2 separate regions of the Neogale vison genome follow, and region 2 is linked to region 1. The links are chromatin contacts, called in public Hi-C maps. All regions are on one chromosome and are shown on one strand. Each heading gives the region's core, a stretch centred on a gene start, on an enhancer-like site or on the middle of the called end of the contact. The rest is flanking DNA. Distances are from core to core; before and after follow the strand shown. Region 1 holds the start of MRM3 (rRNA methyltransferase 3, mitochondrial). Region 2 holds the start of TIMM22 (mitochondrial import inner membrane translocase subunit Tim22).

Region 1 (5,672 bases), core at 1,551-4,050:
CCTTTTCTTTAAAGCAGGGGACATACTCCTATAAAGATACTTCTCCAACCGGACCTTCATATTTTTGCATATCTCTCAACAAGCATGCAATTCTCATTAGGCCTTGGAATTTTCCAGTTTGCTATGGCTACTAAGCTAAGACACTCAATAAGACATTGCTTCATTTAGGGCCACTGGGTGGCTCAATCAGTTAAGCATCTGCCTTCAGCTCAGGTCGTGATCCCAGGGTCCTGGGATCAAGGCCCATGCTGGGCTCCCTGCTCAGGGGAAGTCTGCTTCTCCCTGTCCCTGCTGCTCCCCTTGCTTGTACTCTCTCTCTCCCTCTGTCACATAAATAAATAAAATCTAAAAAAAAAAAAAAATACAATGATTCATTTAGAGGATACACTTACTTGTGTGTGTGTGGTTTTTTTTAAGATTTTATTTATTTATTTGACAGAGAGAAATCAGAAATCACAAGTAGGTGGAGAGGCAGGCAGAGAGAGAGAGAGGGAAGCAGGCTCTGCAGAGAGCGCGACGCGGGACTCGATCCCAGGACCCTGAGATCATGACCTGAGCCGAAGGCAGCGGCTTAACCCACTGAGCCACCCAGGCGCCCTACTTGTGTTTTTTAGAGCTGCCACCTTAATTTATTGATTTCTGAATTTATTCTACTGCCTTAAACTCACTTCAAACAACTTTCTTCTGTTCTCCAAGGGTATTCAGAGCCTAAAGGAGATTTTAAGAAACAAGGTGTCATACCCATTACAGGCAGCTTTGCAGCCCTCTTCAAATTCCTCATGCCGCAGAATCTGATAAGGAAATTAGAATACCAAGAGTCAGGTAAACAACATTGTGAAATCTACCTAGATTTGGAAGCAGCGCTGTGAAGTTAAAACCGTCACCACCACCCAGAAAACAAAAGGATGGCCTCCAGCATTAGAGAATTCTGATTTGGAATCCTGGCTGTCACTCAATAGTTGTCTGAGATTGAGAACGTTGCCTGAGAATGTTGCTTAGGGCCTGAGTCTCCCCGTGTGTTGTGAGAATAGATAACTTATTACACCACTGGACACAGAACCCCACACACAGTAGCCTCTCAATGTCTTAAGTTTCTATTCTCCTTTTTGATTCCCACAGCTACGGCTCCAGTTCAAGCTCCTATCAATTCTCTCCTAGACTATTAAAAATCACCTTTACTGATCTTTCCTTAATACCACCATAAAATTATGTCCCTCATGCACAGCTCTGATCACAACATTACCCTGTTCTAAAATGTAAGAAAGCTCCCTACTTACTATGCCATAAAATCCAAATACCTCAGTATTCAAGATACTATCAGAAGTAGTCCCAACCTATTTGTCCTGATATCCCATCTCAACTTCAACTAAGAAATCTAAGCTGAAGGCACAGAAAACTAGTGGTGTTTCCCAAACATACCTTATCTTTGCATGGGTTCTTTCAGTTTTTCCAGTATACTCCTTCCTCTAATCTTTGTAGAAATCCTGCCTATTTTTATAGATCAACTCACATGCAAGAAGTCCATGAATTATTTCCTGATGACGAAGCTGAAGTTAAATCTTTCCTGTAGTATTTTTTAATACTAGGAGCTACTACTTATATAATACATATGATGTATCAGATATTCAGTGTTTAATCTTCACAACAACCCTTTAATCAATGAGGAAACATATTAAGGGAGAGTTCTGTGGTTTTTCATCACTTACAAGGTTTTCACTTCCATTACTATTAGTTATGTACAAACCAAACTGTCATCTCCACCCCTATCCTAAGCCAGAAGCTTCAGTTGAGGACAGACACTAAGGTCATTTTCATCTTTGCCACCAAAGCTGTCACCAACACAGGACCACGAAGGACAGACGATAGGTTTTAAGTGACTGATGAGTTCAGGTAACTCCCTTGCCCTCTACATCTTCTGCACTCTCTACATTAAATTGCACTCTTGCACCTCTAAAGCCCTGGTTTATCGGGAGCTCCCCAAGAGCTTCCACCTGCATTTGCCACCCAGGTGATCCCTGCATTGAATCGCTGCTGATCAGGGCTGGAGAGGCCGCTTCCGGGTGTTGGAGACAATGGATTCTGACTTCACACTTAGATCTGGACTGTTGAGAGGAGGGCCGGAGCATTCACCTGGAGACCGAATACTCGTAAGAGACCATTCAAAGCAGGCCTGAGAAGAGCAGAGCTCTAAACAGGCAGATTATCTTAGCCGAAAGGCTTCAAACCGGAAGAGATTGAGTTATTGTTCATTGGGAGAGTATTATATTACTTTCTGTTTACTGTCTTTCCCACTAGACTGGAAAGTCCACGAGGGCAGAGCCTCATTTGTGAATGAACTCAAATGAAACAAACGTGTGTGGGAACACAGTCGGCGACTAATAAAGACCCCTTCCAAGATCACCAACCCAACCAGCAACATACAACGCTTCCTGAAGGTGAAAACCCGACAGGGCTAATGGGGAGACCAGGGCTAAGGTCGGACACCTGGGCGCCACCGGAGATTCAAGACACACCCAATTGTCCCTTTCTTGGGCCAGTGGGGCGCAGCGGCCCCGGCCACCCACCCTCGCGCCCCAGCCCCTCTCGGCCCCGTCTGCACCTTCATCCCCAGGACATCGCGAAAGAAACGCGCGGTCTGGAAGCGGTTTCCCACTTTGAAGACGAAGTGCAAAGCTCGACGAGTAGCCATTGCCACCAGCGCCACACATCCGGCAGAACTAGATGCCTGCCAGCCCGCAGATGCGCAAACGGGTCGTGACGTCACTGGCCGCCGCCGGCGCGCTTCCGTGACGCAATCCACGGCGCGGGGGAAGATGGCGGCCCTGGTAAAGGGCTGGAGGTGGGCCACGCGACCGCTGCTGTGGGTGGTCCAAACCTGGGACCTCGACGGGCGGCGGTGGGTCCGGGCGCTGCGGCGGAGCCCGGTGAGGGTGGTGTTTCCATCCGGACAGGTCGTGGAACGGAAGCCCGGTCCTGGGAAGCAGCCCCAGAGGGCTGCGGCTGAGGCCAGTCCCTACGAGCAGCGACCAAATCAGCCGCTTCAGGTGTCCCGATCCCAGACGCCCTGCACCTGGGAAGAGTCGGGGCTTCGCTATGATAAGGCTTTACCCGGGGACAGAAGGCTGAGGTGATGTGTTCCTGAGACTTCTTTTGTATTCTCCTTTCTCTTCCCACCTGCCAGCGGGAACTTAACGTTTTTCCTCCCGTTGGAGGACTTCTCCCGGTATAACCCTCTGGTTTTTATTATGCTTGGAGGGCAGAATAAGTATTTTCTTTGGAATTCGTTTATATCTCTGAAGCTCTTTATGTCTCTTAGAACTAGGTGTGTCTCCGTAACAAGGATGTTGGTTATAACCTGTCTTTTTGTTTCCACCCACAGCAGTGTAATGACAATAGTTAAGTCCAGGCCATTTCGGGAAAAGCAAGGAAAGATTCTGCTGGAAGGCCGCAGGCTGATTGCAGATGCTCTCAAGGCTGGTGCTGTGCCCAAAGTTTTCTTCTTTAGCCGTCTGGAATACATAAAGGAGCTACCCATTGATAAGCTGAAAGGTGTCAGCCTCATTAAGGTGAAATTTGAGGATATCAAGGATTGGTCCGACCTAGTAACACCACAAGGAATAATGGGTCAGTGGTTATACTATGTGTCACTAGAAGTAGAGATCTGGGATTACTTATTCATAATTGACTTAGGGCAACACATTTTATTTGAACCAAATTCAAAATGTTTTCTTAAGACACCCAGAAGAAGGGGCACCTGGGTGGCTCAGATGGTTAAGTCTGCCTGCAGCTCAGGTCATGATCTCCAGGTCCTGGGATCCAGCCCCGCATCAGACTCCCAGCTCAGCGAGGAATCTGCTTCTCCCTCTCCCATTCCCCCTGCTCTCTCTCTCAAACGAGTGAATAAAATCTTTAAAAAAAAAAAAGACACCCACCAAAAATACAGTTCTGAAATCTGTGGATCTTACAGTATTTTCAGTGGAAACTGCAGTCAGTTTTTCTGTCAATTGTATTAATGGTTGTTTACAGTCTCTAGGAATAACCGCTGTTCCTTAAACATTATATTTTTTTAGGTAATTTCTTCAACCTTTAATGTCCAACTAAAATATATAAGAAAATGTTTACAAAAATATTTAGCCCTCCATTTGCACAAGACTTCTGCCAGTGTGGTGATACCTCTCCGGCGCTGACCCCGTTATTCTAGAAGCTTACTTACCAAGGAGTAAGCTGCAAGTTATTACTCTGCTTGGCCCATTGAACAGGAAACCGTGTCTTTATTTGGTTGACTCTAACAAGATTCTAATAGACTGTGGGGTCTATTAGCACTTGGAAGATATTTTTTCTAAATATGGAAAAACTAAATTCTTTTTTTTTAAGATTTTATTTATTTATTTGACAGAGATCACAAGTAGGCAGAGAGGCAGGCAGAGAGCCTGATGTAGGGCTTGACCCTAGGACCCTGGGATCATGACCTGAGCCAAAGGCAGAGGCTTTAACCCTCTGAGCCACCCAGGCACCCCAAAACTGAATTCTTTATATCTTTTTGACATTGGAATTATACCTTAGATCTGATAATTGAATGGCAGTAAGTGGAAAATTTTCTCTTGGATTGTAAGGGGCATTTGGGGCAGGGTCTCTCATATCATTGTGCATGTGTTTCCTTGTGGTAAAGTTCAGTGATTAGTTGGGAGAGGATATTCTGGGGACCATCTCTTGTTCTGTAATCTAGCAAGTCATAAGGATCTGTGACTCTGCGCTTAGAACTCTCTCCCAGGGTGGGGATTTGGGACTGCTAGAGTCCTTCACTTACTCTAAGTGTTTGTGCTCTCGTTAGCTACACTTCTAATTCCTTACTTTATGCTACAGTGCAGGTATCACTCATTTTCACTATGCTTGCCACTTTGGGCCTGTGTGCTTACAGTGGCCAGCCCACCCAGGACTTCTGTAACCCTCCTTGTCATGACTGCTTTCATCATTTCATGACTCTGAAAAATAAATATTATTTAGCTTATTCTTATGTATTATTTATATGGGGGGGGTCGGGCAAAGGGAGAAAGAGGTAAGACCGCCTGTCAGACTTCCAGCACCTCTCTAAAATCCAGTGATAGAAGCAGGGCCTCTGGTAGAGAGCTCTTATCACTACAGCTGATCAGGTAGAAGTTAAAGAACTCCTGAGGCCCCTGCCCCACTGAATGGCAGGCGAGAATTCTACCACTGAACCACCAATGCTGCCCCACTGAATGGTCTTAAAGCTGTCTGTGGCTCCTAAGGGCAGGACCTTTAGACAGGTGCCTAATATCATCCTGGTGCTTTCATTGATGGCTTAGGTGTAGGTATTTATGTGTTCTTGGTGTAAAGAGATTGGACTGGCCTGTGGGGGGGGGGGCGGGAGGCGGGGGGGCAGCAGTTTAGGAGCCTCTGATAACATGAGGATCCCACACACAGCATATATTGATTGTGTTTGCAAGAGTTTTTCATAGGAAATGTTAGGACATGTGCATAGAGATACAGGGATGTTCGCTGCAGGGTTGTTTATAATAGGGGAAAATTGAAAATACGCTAAATGGCAGTCAGTTGGGGAAGAGCTAAATAAACCTGGGATGTTCATGTTACAAAATAACGTGAAGCAGTTAAAATAAGGTAGCTCCGAATGGATCAATGTGGGAAGTTCCCTA
Region 2 (5,672 bases), core at 1,692-4,191, 180 kb after region 1:
GACAAAGAGAGAGCACAAGTAGGCAGGGCAGCAGACAGAGGGAGAGGGAGAAGTCCCATGCGGGGCTCAATCCCCAGACCCTGCAATCATGAACTGAGCCAAAGACAGCTGCTTAACTGACTGAGCCACCCAGGTCACCACTTGTAAATTTTTTTTTAAAGATTTTATTTATTTATTTGACAGACAGAGATCACAAGTAGGCAGAGAGGCAGGCAGAGAGAGAGGAGGAAGCAGGCTCCGTGCTGAGCAGAGAGCCCAATGCAGGGCTCCATCCCAGGACCCCAGGATCATGACGAGCCAAAGGCAGAGGCTTTAACCCACTGAGCCACCCAGGCGCCCCCCCCACTTGTAAATTTTTAAGTGGAGAAAAATACATATATGCACACACAAAGATGTTTAAGACGGATGAACTATATCTGGAAAGACATTTAAGAAGTAGTAACAGGTTGCTTGGGGAAGGAAATTGAGGGGCTCAAAATATATATGAGAAAAATATGGAAGGGATGTTTTAATCCAAAAAAAAAATACCTTTTGAATTTTCAAATGAGAACTTTTTCAAAAGATAAGATACACTAAGTGGAGAAGAAAAAATATTAAAATTACATCAGAGCGGGGCGCCTGGGTGGCTCAGTGGGTTAAAGCCTCTGCCTTCGGCTCAGGTCATGATCCCACGGTTCTGGGATCGAGCCCCACATTGGGCTCTCTGCTCAGCAGGGAACCTGCTTCCTCCTCTCTCTCTGCCTGCTTCTCTGCCTGCTTGTGATCTCCGTCTGTCAAATAAATAAATAAAATTTAAAAAAAAAGTACATCAGAGCATCTCTGAACAAAAGAGAAAAAAGGTCTCATACAAAAAAATTGAAATGCCATTATTTAAAAAAAAAACTGTTAGTACAAAATGAACATTTTGATTATAAGTCTTCCAAGTCCACTTAGTTAAAAAAATAACTGATTCAACAAATGTTGTTTTTTTTTTAAAGATTATTTATTTATTTGACAGAGAGAGATCACAAGTAGGCTGAGGCAGGAAGAGGGAGAGGGGGAAGCAGGCTCCCTGCTGAGCAGAGAGCCTGATGTGGGGCTTGATCCCAGGACCCTGAGATCATGACCTGAGCCGAAGGCAGAGGCTTAGCCACCTGAGCCACTCAGGTGCCCTGAATCTAGTACTAATTAATTATCTTTAACTGTCCCTTGTTCTCCCTGACCCACTGTGATGCTCCCCCCGTAGCCTTGGGGCCGGGACAGACAACCTGGGGTGAGAAACCAAACTGTACCATCAGTCTGTTGGACTCCAGGGCTGGAGAGAGTCCCTAGACTACTGGCAAAGTTCAGTCCACGGAAACAGACATGGGAAACCACTTCTCACTTTCAGAACATGCTTGAAGAGGTTCAAGTTTTCCATCAGGTGAAACCCATTCCACTTAGGGCAGGAACTGGTGGATGGAGAGAGATACCAGACCAGTGTCTGTAACTGTTCTCTCCCCATCTACGATCCAGGCCAAGGATTCAAGGATGTTCCATAAAAGGCTCCCTCCTTCATGGACCTTGGCCATGTGGAATTTCTTCTTGTGCTGACCTGGATCTCATCTGAACTCTAATGCAGAACCTTCCTTTGAGGATTGATTATTGCCTCTAAATAGTTCCATGTGTTAATTATTCAGACCAATCCTTGCTTTCCAAGGCCACCCTACCTGGGACTTGTCGGGGGTGGGGGCAGGTCCTACTTTCTCTCAGATCCAACTGGGGCTCTTAAGACCTCGGCATAAATCAGAGCCCTGGGTCCCTCATTCGTCTGAAAGGAAAGGAAGGGTGGGTGGGAGGGCGTGTTGAGTTAGAGGTGCTTATGGGAAACGTCTGGTTCTTGTGTTTATGAGAAAGGTTTGAGCTGGAGAGAGAGATTTCAGATCGTTACTGCATTGGAGATGGAGTAGAAGCCACGAGGATGAGTTGCTCAGGTAGAATGAGCTGCCTGAGAAGAGAGTAAAGGATGAAGCCCTGAGAGGACCAACAAGAAAAAGCCAGGCAGAGGTGCCTGCAAAGGAGACAGGGTACCTAACTGTGGCAAGAGTAGGAGACACTCCACCAAAAATATGAAGAAACTTTAGACAAGGAGGAAGGAGTCAACAGTGTCAAACGCAGTGGAGAAGTCTAGTAAAATGAGGTCTGAATTAGATTCAGCAACTGGGAAGTCCCAGGGACCTTGGCACCAGCTCATTCAGGGGCTTGGTGCGAACAGTGCTGGCAGGCACAGAGAATTCGGTACTGGCTAGGCTCACCACCTGTTTCCATTTATGTTGTTTTTTAGCTAAAACACCCAAATACATTGCTAGTCTGGAGCAATGCAAAAGCCTGGGATCTCCTTTAAAAACTATGCAGATGTCTCTCTGGGTTCATACAGAGTACTGTCTTACAGTTTACCTTTAGGTTCTGAGTCTGCAAGCTCGTGAACACTTGCATTTCACATAACATAAACGTGGCTTTCCAGGGCAATGCTAGTCCCACATCACCAGTCCCTCTGACTGCAAAGAGTCTGGAGTACCAGCCCCAGCCCTTGCGCTCTCCATCCGGCCATACGGCTCCACCTCCTACACCGTCCCCGCCTTTTCCTACACTTGGCTAGCTTCGCTCGTTTGCTCACTCATTTGTTGGGCCCCTTGTCTCTCCTCAAAGATGTAATTGTCAAACAAAACATACACCGCGTACATCTAACCATGCTTTCACGTTTACTTACAAAGCACCGTCCACCACTAACCTCTGTAAGGAATGCTTAAGCTGGAAGGGCCGCGGGGAGGCGCGTGCGCCCCCTGCCGTAGCCCCAGAGCGCTGCAGCCCCGCGGACGCGCTCCCGCTCCCCGCCGCCTCCCGCCTTTGGGCGCCCGGGAGGAGGCAGCAAGGGCAGTGCCCGCGCAAAGCCTCCTGGGAAAGGGCTGGCCTGCCAATCCCTATACTCACCGCGCCGCATCCCCGGAGAAGACGGCGCTTTCTGGGGACTCTACATCTTGATGCTACCCAAGCCTGATTCAGTATTCACAAGAGGCTTTGAGGGAACGTGAGACCTCTTTCGCCGGATGCCTGAGCGGACTTTGCTCCCGCAGTTTCTTTGACTTGCTCGTTGTGGCGAATCTGCCGTTGCGGCACAGTGGCTAGGCGCGCAGAGCCCTAACGTGAGGCTTGCGGAATCTGCTGGGGGAAGAAGAACGCGAGGGTTTCTACGGCCGCTGCAATCATGGCGGCAGCTGCGCCCAGCGCCGGGGGCTCCGCGCCTGAGGCGCCGGGTTCCGCCGAAGCCCCGCTGCAGTACAGCCTTCTTCTGCAATACCTAGTGGGCGACAAGCGTCAGCCCCGGGTCCTGGAGCCCAGTAGCCTGGGCGGGATCCCGAGCCCGATCAAGAGTGAGGAACAGAAAATGATCGAGAAGGCGATGGAAAGCTGTGCCTTCAAGGCAGCGCTGGCCTGCGTGGGAGGTGAGGCAAGACTGGGGGTGGGGGGCGTTGGGAGGCTGAGGGCTTGGACGGCAGCGAGGAGCCTGTGGACCTCGATCTCGACTGCACCCCTGCCTCGATGCGTGAACTCGAGTAACCCTTCTCTAGGCCCTGAGGTTAATTTCCGCCTCTGGAAATTGGATCAGAAAGTCGGTACTGTATGGGTCGGGGCCTGGAGGTTGGTTATAAAATGGTCGACTTCATTCATTCATTGATTCACTTTTAAATAAGCATTCTTTTATTTTTTTTATTTATTTTTTATTTTTTTAAATAAGCATTCTTTTAAACAAATTGTTACAAGTAACCATCACGTGCTCGGTGGCGAGGCAGGGTAAGAGACCAGAGCCTGGTTCTCATGAAGATAAAATTTTAATATATACAGAAGCAGGAGTGTTGAGAAGGAGCCTGGCAGGAAGGTGGGACACAGGGGACAGCAGATGCAAACGTCTGACGGGAACTGGCTTCAGGTTTGAAAAACAAATGTCAGTGTGGCCAGTATGATCAGATGGTGGTGAACATAGGGGGTTAAGTCTGGAGCACCCCCTGCTCCCCCTTTTTAAACCTTTGAAGGTTTAAATGTTTGAATGTAGGGTGTCCGTCTTGTAAAGAGGTTGGCCACATTTGCAGATGAATTGAAATCTTAATATGAATGAAAGACCATCAAGAAACAAATAATATGGTGAGTGCAGATGTGTAGTAGAAAGGAAAGGGGATTTTTTGGTTTGGGGAAGGCTACAGGAGGTGAGACTGCCCCTGTATCTTGAAGGATTGAGAGAATGGGGGTAGCCCTTTAAAATTGGGGGTGGAGTTGGGGATTTGGGCTTTTTGCCTTTAGGCATTAGGGCAGTAATTGGTGCACGTGATGATCCAGCATGGAGTGTAGTGAGGGAAAGAAAAGTCTGTGGATAGGGAGATGGTATAGGGAATTGGCTAAACTGAACCTCGGTGAGGCCTGGGCTGGGTCTTTGTTCATCATTATGCCTGACACTAATAAGTCGCTTAGATATTTGTTGAAATGATGAATAAGTATTTGTAATGCTCCAGAGTGGAAGCGGTAAAGGTCCTAGACTAGGATACTTGTGAACATAGGTTTGTAGGAGGGGAGCAAATCAGCTGTCAGAAATGCCCTTGAAGTTTGGAGCAGGAGTGACTGAAAAGAAGGAGCCATAAGTAAGAAAGTCTGGAGGGAAGGTGCCATGATTTCATTAAACATATATTGACCTTGAGGTGATGAGAGGACATGTAAATGGAAATGTCCAGCAGGCTCAGGAAGTTGGGGACAGCAGTGTGTGGTTTGCCTTTTGGTAGCTTTGTGAACTTATGGAAGTTACTTAACCTCCCTGAGCCTCAGCCGCTTCAGCTACAGAATGGAGACATTAATAGTATCAACAGTATAGGACTATAGTGAAAAATAAAAGAAGCTGTGCCTGTAAAGCATCAGTAACTGGCGCATGGTACTGCTCACTAAATGACTTGTCAATGTCACCATCGTCAAGGGAGTGATTTGCAAAGTTGATAGCTGAATGTATGAGTATAGACAGAGAGAAGAAGGTTAAAGATTGAATCTTTAGGAATGTCAGAAAATGAGAGGCCAAAAAAAAAAGGAAGAGAAAAAGAAAATCAAAGGAGGCTGGGGTACCTGGGTGGCTCAGTCGGTTGAGCATCTGCCTTTATCTTGGGTCATGATCCCAGGGTTCTGGAATCAAGCCCAGCATTGGGCTCCCTGCTCAGCAGGCAGCCTGCTTCTCCCTGTCCTCCTATGCTTGTGCTCCCTATCGCTGTCTGTGTCTTTCTCTCAAATAAATAAATGAAATCTTCAAAAAAAAAGAAAGAAGAAGGAAGAAATCCAAAGGAAGATAGAGAAGCTGTCAGCAAGACAGTTCCTGGCTTGTGTGATGTGGAAACCAGGTAACTGGAGGGTCTGAGTGTTAAGGTGGAGTTGGAGGGGTAGATAGGGGTGTCCTATTTGCTGGTGGCCATCCAAAATGTGCTATTCGGGTATGATGGCCTCCTTACAGTACCCCAGAAAACATGCCAAAGAAAAAATCTTCATTTCTGTGTTTATTTTTAGGATTTGTCTTGGGAGGTGCCTTTGGGGTGTTCACTGCCGGCATTGATACCAATGTGGGCTTTGACCCTAAGGATCCTTACCGTACGCCGACAGCAAAAGAAGTTCTTAAAGACATGGGACAG

Evidence for each region. A called contact is a pair of places that touch in the nucleus more often than the background predicts.
Region 2: a Hi-C map of muscle shows a contact between it and region 1, with 5 times the contacts expected there. The contact joins the promoter of TIMM22 here to the promoter of MRM3 in region 1. A contact is called at or near these places in 2 of 3 Hi-C or Micro-C datasets (fibroblasts and muscle).

What each region holds. Positions count from the first base shown.
Region 1 is chr5:26,498,390-26,504,061 of ASM_NN_V1, forward strand. It overlaps MRM3 (rRNA methyltransferase 3, mitochondrial), which reads left to right and starts at 2,801. Exons shown (of 4, transcript XM_044248207.1): 1 at 2,801-2,839; 2 at 3,380-3,624. The coding sequence starts at 2,814. GLOD4 (glyoxalase domain-containing protein 4) reads right to left here and starts at 2,751. Exons shown (of 9, transcript XM_044248209.1): 1 at 2,600-2,751; 2 at 742-791. The coding sequence starts at 2,689.
Region 2 is chr5:26,680,122-26,685,793 of ASM_NN_V1, forward strand. It overlaps TIMM22 (mitochondrial import inner membrane translocase subunit Tim22), which reads left to right and starts at 2,942. Exons shown (of 5, transcript XM_044248216.1): 1 at 2,942-3,461; 2 at 5,551-5,672. The coding sequence starts at 3,224.